Regions from separate parts of the Rattus norvegicus genome. Here region 2 is linked to region 1. Evidence: chromatin contacts called from public Hi-C data. All regions are on one chromosome and are shown on one strand. The core of a region is the stretch at or near the end of the contact, and the rest is flanking DNA. Distances in the headings are between cores, read along the strand shown. Region 1 holds the start of Tead1 (TEA domain transcription factor 1). Region 2 overlaps Tead1 (TEA domain transcription factor 1).

The links. Hi-C and Micro-C count contacts between places; a contact is called where the count stands out from the background.
Region 2: a Hi-C map of liver shows a contact between it and region 1, with 4 times the contacts expected there. The contact joins the enhancer-like site here to the promoter of Tead1 in region 1. A contact is called at or near these places in 3 of 12 Hi-C or Micro-C datasets (liver and psoas muscle).

Annotation. Positions count from the first base shown.
Region 1 is chr1:176,223,954-176,229,613 of GRCr8, reverse strand. Tead1 (TEA domain transcription factor 1) reads right to left here and starts at 2,439. Exons shown (of 13, transcript NM_001198589.2): 1 at 2,223-2,439.
Region 2 is chr1:176,302,678-176,308,335 of GRCr8, reverse strand. All of the region lies in intron 2 of Tead1 (TEA domain transcription factor 1), which reads right to left. Among named protein-coding and RNA genes, the nearest start is that of Tead1, 78 kb to the right of the region's middle. Within about 2 kb of position 3,640, at least 12 of the 93 cell types and tissues checked have an H3K27ac peak or open chromatin away from gene starts, as enhancers often do. A contact at or near this core is called in liver, where this site is marked.

The DNA.
Region 1 (5,660 bases), core at 1,190-3,689:
GGAAGCACACACTGTATGCCCAGTACAAGCAAGTAACTCATGCAGTGACCACAGCCTGGGTCAGACTATGCTACAATGTCTGCCTGCTTCAAATTAAAGGTCACTAACTATATACACGTCCTGGTGAGTCCTGGCCTTTGCTTGTACAAAATCTCCAATAATCCCAGAATGTTCCCTAGGATTTATAAAGAACTCCAGGAAGAAGAAACTCACACAAAGATTCTCCCCCTCCTTCTCCCCACCTCCTTTTTTTAAACTCTTTTGTAAAGGCAAAGTGTCTTTCTGGCTTTGTTTCAAACTTGTTTTAAAAAGATAAAAAAAGTATTCTAATATTCCCCTAAATCTTTAATTTAAACAATACTTGCCATTAAACAGAAAATAAAATGGTTTACTAAAGGACATGAACAAGACTCAGTAATGGAGACAGCTTATCAGTTTATTTTTTTATACAAACAACAAATAAAAGAATTGCAAACTCTGTTAAAAACCTGTAATCTAAGAGTCCAACACAGAGTTACACATTCAAAGAAATACTACACAAAAATATCTTATGACCATTTATGGAAATACTGAGATTAGAAAAATGCGCCTTTCCTCCTTAAAATCATCAACAATTTAAAACCTTGCTGTTGACAAAGGTTCAGCTAAACGCATTTGTCTTTCCGGAGTCATGCTGTAACTGGGTCTACTGTTTCCTTCTAAAGAGGAAAGATTCTTACCAAAGTTGGATCTAAGTCTGGCCCTTATAAGCATTCAGATGTGCCTGGGCCCAAAGATCCTGCTATTCACAGAAAATCGCAGACTCCGCTGAAAGGCGGAAGCCCCTGGCACAGTCTGTACAGCCTGAGGACTATTCCCAGCCCCAGTCTCAAGGCAGATTAGCCCCCACCCAAGAGCTCAGGCTTGCACAGACAAGCTACCCCTCGGCTCCGGGTAGATTGAGTCTCCCTAACGGGAAGGATCTGTCCACCCGGGGAACCACCTGCCAGCACTCAAGCACACTCTAAGCCACCAGACCACCTAAACTTCCAGAACGAATCCAGGCCACAAGGCGTGGAGGAAACTAAGATTCTGTTACTTTGCATTATCTATAGGAATTGAAATATTTTCCTTTCACTATTTTGAAATATGATCGTATTTACAGACCATTTTGTTCCAAGGACCTTAGCTCCTTTCAAATGGCGCTATTTTAAAACCCGTCCTTGCTACACTCCGATTTCTGGAATATCTGTCTGTAAGTTTCCAGTGCTGAGATCAATTTGCATTTCTGTAAATCACAGACAGCTTCTAAGAACTTAACAAGCCTCCTGAGAAACGCTGGTGGCTGGCATTTCATTGTTTCATAAATATTTTTATACGGGTGACACCATTCAACTTTAAATAAATCCTTAAAAAGAAAGACGATTAAAGACCGAGGAAAACTAGTCTGGGTTTTATTTTCACGGGAAGATAAGTGTGAGCCTTTCATTGTTTTCTACTTCTTTAAATGTAGCTTTGATTTTTTTTTAATGCATTAAAAAAGAAAAAGGAAACTCCTAGAAGTTGAACTTTCTTTCAAACGGGCCTCTGGACTTTGAAAACAAGTGGTGCTGCCGCGAACAAAGGCTAAAAGTGTCCCCAGAATTTTTTTTTTTTTTTGGCCCTCCTGGGGATCGTTTCTCTTCCAATAAACAAACAAATCCCCCAGTATTTCCTACCGAAGGGAAGTTTTCCAGGGAGAGTCTACTCCCGGGTTTGGTGGTAAGTGCGACTCAGTCTTTTTTGGACACAATGTTTCTGCTGACTCCTGAAAATTTTCCACTTGAATGTGCACTGGAGCGGCGGCGGCGGCGGCGGCGGCAGCAGCTCTGGAGAGGCGGCAAGGGCGAGAGAGCCCTCTTTCATCTCCCGGGAGGAGGAGCCGGGATCCGCGCGGACCCCGAAGGGGCCGGGCGCCGGGGGAGTCACCCGGCTGCAGGCTCTAGGCTGCACGCCGGACGCTCTCCCCACCCGTGATCGCGCCGAACTCGGCGCTTCCCAGACAAGGAGCGAGGTGCGCGGGAGAGAGACGCTGGAGAGAGGGGCGCGCAGAAAGCCGAGCGGGGCCGCCTGTTGCCGCGCGAGGTTGCGGCCCAACTTGCTGGGCGGCGGGGCCGCTCCCCTTCGGGAGCCGCACACAAAGCGCCGATCGCGGTGACGCCTAGACAGCCCGCGCCCCCGAGTCCGCCCCGCGCGCAACTTACCTCGGCCGCCCGAGCGGGCGCGGCAAACTTCGGGGCGCTGGGCCACCGCCCCCGCGCTACTCCAGCCGGTACTCCCCGCGGTACTCCCGCGCCCGGCCGCCCCAGCCCGGCCTCGCCGGCTCCCCGGACCAGCAGGGCGCGCCGGGGCAGCTGCCCGCGCTCCGGCGACGTTGCGCGCTGGGGGGTCAGCGCATGGCCTGCGCCCCGCCGCGGCCGCCCCGGGCCCGGGCCCCGGCGCGCGGACTCCCCGCGAGCTGGAAGCGAGTGTGCGAAGTGCTGGGGGGCGCCCGCGGCGGGCGGCGGGGCCGCGGAGGCTCGGCTCGGCTCGGGCGGCGCGGCGCGGCGCGAGCGATGCGAAGAATGTGCGGAATGAGGACAGGAATGAAATGAACGCCAGGACCGAACTCGCTCCGGAGGGGTGGGGCCTCGGTGACGTCATGCCGCCGGGCCCGGGGTGGGGCGTGGCCTGCCGCCGCGGTGACGTCATGATGTGGGGCGGGGCGCGTGGGGCGGGACTTGGCGCCCACGGGGGAGCGAGCCGCGCGCGATGGCGCGCGCTCAGGGCTTTGTGCGGTCCGAGGCGGGGCGGCCGGGTACTAGAAAGGCGGGGTGTGCGCTTTCCTCCTGCTGTGACTCAGTTTACCCCCTCCTGGTGTGCGCTGGCAGCGACGCTCCCAGACTGGAAGGGAGGTTGCTCTTCAGGAAACTGAGGCCGGAGTGGGCAGCTTCCCAGCCCGCCACTCCTCCTCAAGCCGTTTCGCTTTACCCAAGTTCGCGGTGCTCGCGCAAATTCTGGGCTTCGCAGACTGGGTTGGAGCGTCGCAGAGTCCTCGCCCGCTTCCTGCCCTGTCTTTCTAGAAGTGAAGTTCACTCGTACTGCGAGTTTAGTCTAAGGAAATCCTGCACCCACTTAAATAAAATAAAGTCTTGCCTGGCTGCAAAAAGCAGCTTCGCGCCGTCCCTTTATGGAGAACGTAAGAATCAATCATAAACGGTTTGAACTCTGTTTTTGGAGTGGACGACACCGCAGCACTTCAGAAACTCGGGTAAAGTTAACGGTGGCTGGGACAGACATGCTGGCAGTTTGGGCCGGTTGCAGTCCGTAGTTTCCCAGAAAGGAGACGGCCCTTCCCGCACTGGGACTTCCTTCTGGCTTCAGAACAAACTAATGGCGCCTGTTTTGTGCCGGAGTATTCCTGGAGTGTGCATAAACTCAGGAAAGCGAATGGGACTCACTACGCCTTGTTTGCTCGGAAACAACGTTTACCAGTGCGTTTTTAAGGCAAAAATATCTTCCATCCATGCGTTTTTTAAAATTTTATGTCAAGAGAATTGAAGACTCCCATGCCGTTGTAAAAAGTAATACAGAGACATTCTTTGTTCGCTTTGCCCAGCTCTTCCCTAGCCATGTCAGCCAAAATTTTATCCCAGCCGGGGTATTAATTTTCGGGCAGATTTTCCAGATCAACTTAAACACATCATTGTGTATTTGTTTAATTCTATAAATTCTATAATTTCTCACCTGTGTAGATGCCCACCACAATCAAGTACAAATGTGTATTATTTTTAGTTAATAATATGCAGCAATATGACAGGCTGACAATAAGAACCTCATACACCTGGCAGAGTATTAGAAAATGCACAACTATTTTCCCGTTAAAACTCCAGAGGTGTATCTCTTTTCCAGATAACCCCCCATAATACCAGCGAATAAAGTCTCCGGAGAGCAGAAGAAGCTGGAGAGATAGTTCACCAGCGAAAAGCCCTTGCTGCTCTAGTAGATGACCAGGCTCCTGTTAGGTTCCCAACACTCATAAGGTCGCTTTCAACAATCTGTAACTCCAGTTCTGGGAGCACCAGGCACAAACATGGTGTACATACATGCAGGTAAAACATTCATATACATAAATAAATAAGAGGTTGTTTTTTTTTTTTAAGTCTGATAGCAGAGCCAGCCTACCAGTGGGTAAATTTCTAAACCAGTATTTATCTTGCCCATGACAGGCTTGGTTACCCTTCAGACTCCAGTTGCTCCTGGCGATTCGGTGTTCTCTCATTTCTACTGAGTTAGGAAAGACTCTTTGACCAAACTTCCAAAGCCGCTCATGATGTGCTAAAACTGCTTGGCCTGTGCTTTCTACAACTTATTTTCATCCACACACACCTTCTTTGAAATGTATGCTAAAAACCTTTTCTCCAAGGAAGTCTGTTCAGGTGGAGCCAGGCACATTGGCAATATAATCCCAGCATTCAGGAGGCTGAGGCAGGAGGATTGGTGTGAGTTTGAAGAAATTCTGAACTAAAGAATTAGATCTTGGGTTGGGGATTTGGCTCAGTGGTAGAGCGCTTGCCTAGCAAGCACAAGGCCCTGGGTTCGGTCCCCAGCTCCGGAAAAAAAAAAAAAAAAAGAACTAGATCTTGTCTGGAAGAGGAGGAGAAGGGAAAGAGAAAAGAAAAGGAGAGGGAGAGAGTGGGGAAAGAGCTGGGGTGTGAGGGGGAAGACTGGTTAACTAGATGTCTCCTTCCCAGGCCCCTGAAGCCACTTGGTCCAGCTATCTATGTCTTGTGTATTTGGTCTGTTAGTTCACAGCATATGTGTGTTACTGGACAGACTCACCTGTATGAGACAATGGTTAGGTCTCATTCAGCTAAGATTTTTCTGTCTAGAACTCACTCACAAATAGGAAGTGCAACGTCATCTCTCTACCCATCTATCCCATACTCTGTGCTCTCCTCATCTCCCCATCAGTCAACACACAGGGCCTTAAGAGTTTTGAGCTGTGAGCAGTTGAACCCATCTGAGGGTGGAAACAGTGGCTGCCACCTGCTAAAATGAGAGCAGCTTTCCCGAGTCGAATTCATACTTAGCCTCTAGTATTTTGCTTTTACCATCTCAATTAATCCCCACTGCACCTGTACAAAGTGTAATTCTCACCCCAGTTTATACAGATGAGAAACAAGATGCAAGGACAAGCAGGGGATGGAAAACGAAACCTAAATCCAAATTCTTTCTGATGCATACAGAAAGCACTATTAGCCGGGCACTGTTCTAAGTGCTGCCCTTTCATTGCCTCACCTGACCCACTGTGATGGAGGTTCTGCTTTTTTTAAAGATTTTATTTTAAATTGTATGCATATGGAGGGGGAGTGTGAATGTGAGTACAGTCCCTACAGAGACCAGACAAGGGAGTGAGATTCCCCTGAAGCTGGAGTTAAAACAGTTGTAAGCTGCACCATTTGAGCACTAGAAACTCAGAGCAGTTAGCCCTCTTAACGACTGAGCCATCTCTCCCAGCCTTGAGTTAAGTACTTTTATTTTTATCCTTTTATAGACAGACAAGCTGAGGACCAGAGAAGTAAGATAACTTGGCCTGGGTTGTGTGCTTAGTAAATACAGACCAAGGATGTAAACCCAGGCAGTTCCACTTAAGACTCTGT
Region 2 (5,658 bases), core at 2,391-4,890, 78 kb before region 1:
AGTAAGCTCAATGGGTTATACTGATGTAACATCCTGGCTGTGGTATCACAATTGTGCAAAATCTAACCACTGGGGGAAATGGGCAAAGTACACACAAAGGAACCCGTTGTGTATTATTTCTTACAATTGCATGTGGATCTATAATTATCTCAATAAAATTTTCAATAAAGAAAGAAAGTACTAGCCTCCAACTTCCCTTGGGCCCGTCATGGTTCGGCCAGCAATTCTGCTCACCCTGTCTGTCTAGGTCCCATTCTCCCACAGCTGTAATAGGCCTGCTTCATTTCTCCACAGCCTATGGGCCAGCTCAGCCATGTGGCCTTAATCACTGTCAGCCCTCAAGTCCTCTCCCCTCCATTGTGCCTGGAAACAGAAGAAACCCTACCCTTTAAAGTTCCTTCTGGCTTTTGCTCCATCAAAAATGCCCTTAATTCACAAACTCCTTTCCCCAGCTCACCAAGTGGCCAAACCTGTCCCTGCCCTAAAAGTTAAGTCTTCTCTTAACTTGAAAGCCACCCAAAGTATCATGTCTCTTCCCACCTGTGGTCAAAGATCACTACCTCACTGCACTTCAGAGCCTGGTGGGAAAAAAGCAGACTGAATGGAAAAAGTCAACTCAGTTAGAAACATGAGGTCAGGAGCCCCTGTGCTCCCCTGGCTCTTTTACCACCTTGCAAGACTAAAGTGCTGCCCAGCCCTGGGGTTCTCAAAGTGTGATCACCACCTAACACACCCAAATGCTCGGAGCTCAAGGACACTCTGAGCACTTGTCCTGTCCCCTCTCCCCCTCTCAGCTCCTCAGGCTTCTGCTCCTGGTAATCAAGCAGAGAGGAACCAAGGGCCTAGTCCTTTATTTCTAAAGGGGCACACTGGTGTGCTTCTCAGCATGCATCCTAGCCTGAGCTCTAAACCTGCGTTCCCAACACCCCGAAGGGCAAGCCCCACTGACAGATACCTGGGACAACCACATGACGCAAGGCACTTCCTTTCCACCCTCTCCCAAACCTGCCTCTCCTGTCTCCACTCCCCACGTCATTTCATAGTCCACCTACCTCCCCACCACCCAGGGGTACAACCCCAGCATAAACCTAGGCTTTCACAAGCCACCTAGGAAACACAAACCATCCCCAAGCCATACTCCAGCATCAGTGCCAATGCCAAGGAAGATTGCAAGAGCCACTGAACTCATCTTTGCCTGCAGGTTTGGTGTTGTAACACACGGATGAGCTGTTACCTTTCCTGAACCACTGCAGAGGTTTTCACTGGGAATGAGCACCAGACATCTTGGTATGGTGTGCGTGCCGTCCACCACACAGTACCAAGTTACACAGCAGCATCTCTAGCAGGTGCCCAGGTGGCCAACTCATTTCCCTGCTCAGAATTGTGCCTTTTCATGGTAAGGAGCCCACCCCTTCATCCCACCATTCTGAATTAAGGCTCCACAAGTCATGTGATGTCTCCTGCCAACATCTAGGGCTATACCACTCTGAATGAAGCTAATTTGTGTGGTCATCTACCACAACTTTGACTATCTACAAACATGCCTTCACCATCTCTGGCCAGAAGAGGTCTATAATCCAAAGAAAACCATTAAATGGTTCTTTTCCCAAAATTCAAAGTTAGAGCAGAAAACTGCCTATCTCTCATTCTCACTTGCCCTCTCACCCACTCTCAAATATACATACAGAAATTCCGGATCATTTTCGCTCCCTCCCTCCCCAACTCTACCCTCCAACACTAAACTGTGTATCCCTAGAACAAATATACTTCCACTGCACACTTATTGTGATTGACTAGCCTGGTTGGAAATGTCTACCTCACAGCTCCTTTGCTGAGTGACCTTGAAAAAAATAATTTGACCTCGATGGTGATCGCAAGCTTCCTCATAGAATTCATTTGTCACTGGGTTGTTAGGAAGACTAAGCAAGACAATGCCATTCTAAGGCAAATCAAACAGGTCATCGGTTTTCCTTACTCCCTATATGTTGCCCCACTCATGTTCAGAGTGTACTGCAGCCCTCAGCCAGTGATTTCTACATCTGAATCTTCTAAATCCTGGTTGTCCATTGTCATGGCAAAGACATTAAGAGGTAGAAGTTGAGAATGACTTAGCATTTTTTTTCCCTTTTCCTCCCTCATGACCCATTCCTAAGCCACACACCTTGGGAATAAATTTCTGCCCGCCTGCCCCCAACCCCTCCCCATTATTTCCCAATCGAAATACTAATGACACTGGCTAGTCTCACAGGAACCAGGCTGGGTCAAAATCCCCTATTACTCATCTAGAACTCACCCTGGCTTCCTCCCCTCTGTCCCTATTCGAATCATAATTCCTTCCTAATACTTTCATGAAGAATTGCCCACACTAGCTGCAAAGACAAAAACCAAAACAAAACAAAACAAAACCAGGAGCTCCTCTGCCCTGATATATGCAACAAAATAAGCAAATGCTTCTCTCTTCTCTTCCCCTTTCCCAGCATTTCTTCCCACAGAAGAAGTTCTCAGAGCACAAGAACCAAGCACTGACCCTACAGCAAAGCATGCAAGAAACACAGAGTTGCGGCTTCCTGCTTGTTCCAGGGTAAAGATAAGCTTTAGTCTAACCGCTCAGCCAGAAACAACAGGTCAAAAAGGTGAAAGACGCCATTGGACGCCCAGATGAGGAACTAGCAAGAGTATGCTCAACTCAGGCCCCAAGAGACACTTTAAGGACCAGCAACTGTGGTTCACTGGTGTCATTCACCAGACTCTGAGAGCTCCACAGACTTAGCCTCCTCCTCACCCCAAAATGAACCATGAGAGAGAGCAGCTTTCCTGTGGAAGCACACAGTTGTTTCTCCTCAATGGTTCTTAGTGCTGGGCAGCCCCTGGACTCTAACAGCATCCTCCCGCTGCCGCCAAGCTGTTTGACTGACACATAGTTGCAAGCCTCTCCCGCTGATTCCCTGATTCACTAAGCAAGCCCCTTCCTCTTGAAACCAGGCCAGCAGGCAATCCATACGTAGCCTGTGCATGACTGTCAAGGCACAGGTCAGCAATGGGGCAGAGGCATACATACATCTTACCCATCCTCCTGAACAGCTTTCTCTCTAGGACTGACCAGTAGTAGGTCTAGTATCCCAGTAAGAAACAATGGCTTTTCCCCAACCCCAACCCCAACCATAGATCACTTGACAGAATCCTTGTCTTGCAATCATGAGATCCTAGGTTCACCCCCAGCAAAACAGAAAAAATAACCAAACATACAACTAGAGGTGAGGGTTCCCTGCTTCCCACCCAGCTATTCTCAAGAAGAAGAGTACAGGCATCTGCTCACAGGAAAAAGCTTACCAATGGCTGTGCCCAGTCAGCCTGCAACGACCTAGGACACTAGAACCTTCCAGACATCTTCCTGGCCAGCTCCAGGGCCAGCCTTGTGATCTGGACCCTCCCTGCTGTGTTCTCTTCCTGCCAGCAGCAGGCCAGGTGTCCTGGACTTTGGTAGCCAAGAACAGGCTTCAAAAGGCTAAGTGGAAGGTGACCATCTTCAAAGCGTCCTCAGACTTCCCAGAAATCTCTGGCACCCAGCCCTGACCTCAGGTCAGATGCCGGCAAATGAACTTGTGACAGCTCCATGAGGGCAGGGACTCTGACTGTGTGTCTCGTTCCCAGCCCTCATCCTGGCCACCCCAGCATGAGGCTGGCGTACAGCTCATGCTCAACAGCAATGGCCTCTACCAAGGAAAGACAGAAAGCAAAGTAGGGGTAGCCCAGGCTCTGGAGCTAGACAGGCCTGGATCTTAATCTTCCAGCTATCTTAGTTAGCTTCAGACTATGCTGTCCCTCTCACCCAACCCTTCACCACAACACCTCAGAGAGCTCTTAGGAATGTCAGCTGGAAATAACACACTAGTCAGCAAAGGCAGAAACCTCCACTCTGTTTTCAGTTCACAAACACTTATTTAGCACTCAACTGTACACAAGGTGCTGTTCAAGCATCGTAGGCAGTCCCTCATCACAATGGTCCCACATCACAATGGTTCCTCATCACAATGATCCCACATCACAATGGTCCCACATCACAATGATCCCACATCACAATGGTCCCACATCACAATGGTTCCGGTTAACGTCTGTGACACTCCTCTGAAGTTGGGTCTATTTAGCACTCTCTTTTGCAGTTTCAGGCTTCGAAGCACAAGAGAATTAAGGCCCCTTGCCTGAAGCCTGAGACCTAAAAGTGCTGGGCCAGGATTCATATTACTTACACAGTCTAAACTGCTAAGGTGCTGTACCTGCCTGCCTCTAGGGCAGACAATCACTGCAGCCTGACCTGTCCCAACCCTTGAAGGACTCCAAGGACATGTGACCACACTGTCTGACTGTGTCTTCAGTTACAGAGGGAACAGATGAAGTATTCCGGTGGATCGCTTTTTTTTTTTTTATTCGTTTTTTTTTTTTTTTGGGGGGGGGGGGTCTTGTTTTCAACTGTGGTGTCCAATTTCAGAGAAGCATATTCACTAAAAACTTCCCTCCTATCCCATCCTTCCTCTCTACCTCCCAAAAAAAGAAACACACAACTATGCAAAACTGAGCTAAGAAATGAAAGAGAAAAGACAAAGGCCTGTGCACCTTAAGAGCAAAGTCAGAGGCAGCAACCGAGAGCAGGCACTGTAGGGAGCACAGAAAAGGTCTAGACACACAGAAGCAGGCGGGCGGCTACACAGCCTCAGCTGCCCAACGTCCAAGGTAACAGAAAATTAAGTCATTTCTCTTCCAAGGGACGAAAGCTTATCATAAAGAACTCTCCATTTACTATCCTGCCAACCACGATGGAAATCTCATTACCAAAATAAATCACTTGACCTTGCCTCTTGCGGTGTTTCAGAGCTAGTGACATCACAGAGAGCTCCGTAAATGCTCAGAAATGGAGGGATGAAATCCTCAAGCAACACATGCTAGGCGTTTTCACTTGGATATGACTTTGACTGACTTCACATTGCATTCATTTCCAAAGGTCTTAGAGAAAAGGAATGCTCTAGGGACTGCTGACTCCTGGTCTAGCCATGTCCAGATTCATGTGTGTGATGATAGCAGAAGCTTGATCAGAAAGGGTAACCCTGGCCTTACAATGGCTCACATGTCTCTGTCCCCAACTGGCTGAGATAGCACTGTGGAGAGTTAACTTATCTCAAAAGTCCCTGACAAGATTAAAGCAGATCCAGTCTCCAACAGGGAGACAAGAGGAGTGTTCCTCCCTGGAGAGATGGAGATATTGAAAGGCCAGTGCAGAAAATCCATCTCTTCCTGATGAGGGAACAGGTTGTGTACTCTCTTGCCCTGTGAAAACCCACAACTGTACTAGACTCTTTCTCCCTAGTGAATTGTGATTTCTGAGACTGCCTGCTCAAAAAAACGGTTGCCTCATTTTAAATCTGGCTGGCCACCAACACAGACAGTAACCGGATAGTGTTGACTTAAGGAAAAAGACACCAAACTCAAAAACAGATACAACTGGAGAGTACTAGGAACTGAGTTACCTTGGTCCTAGAGACATGTCCCACAGCCAACACCAAACTTACCAATGTCCAATCACCCTGCTGAATTCCATACCCCCAAACCACAATAACCAATATGGCAAGTCCCCAAGGACCCATGGTCATCATTTATTTGATCATT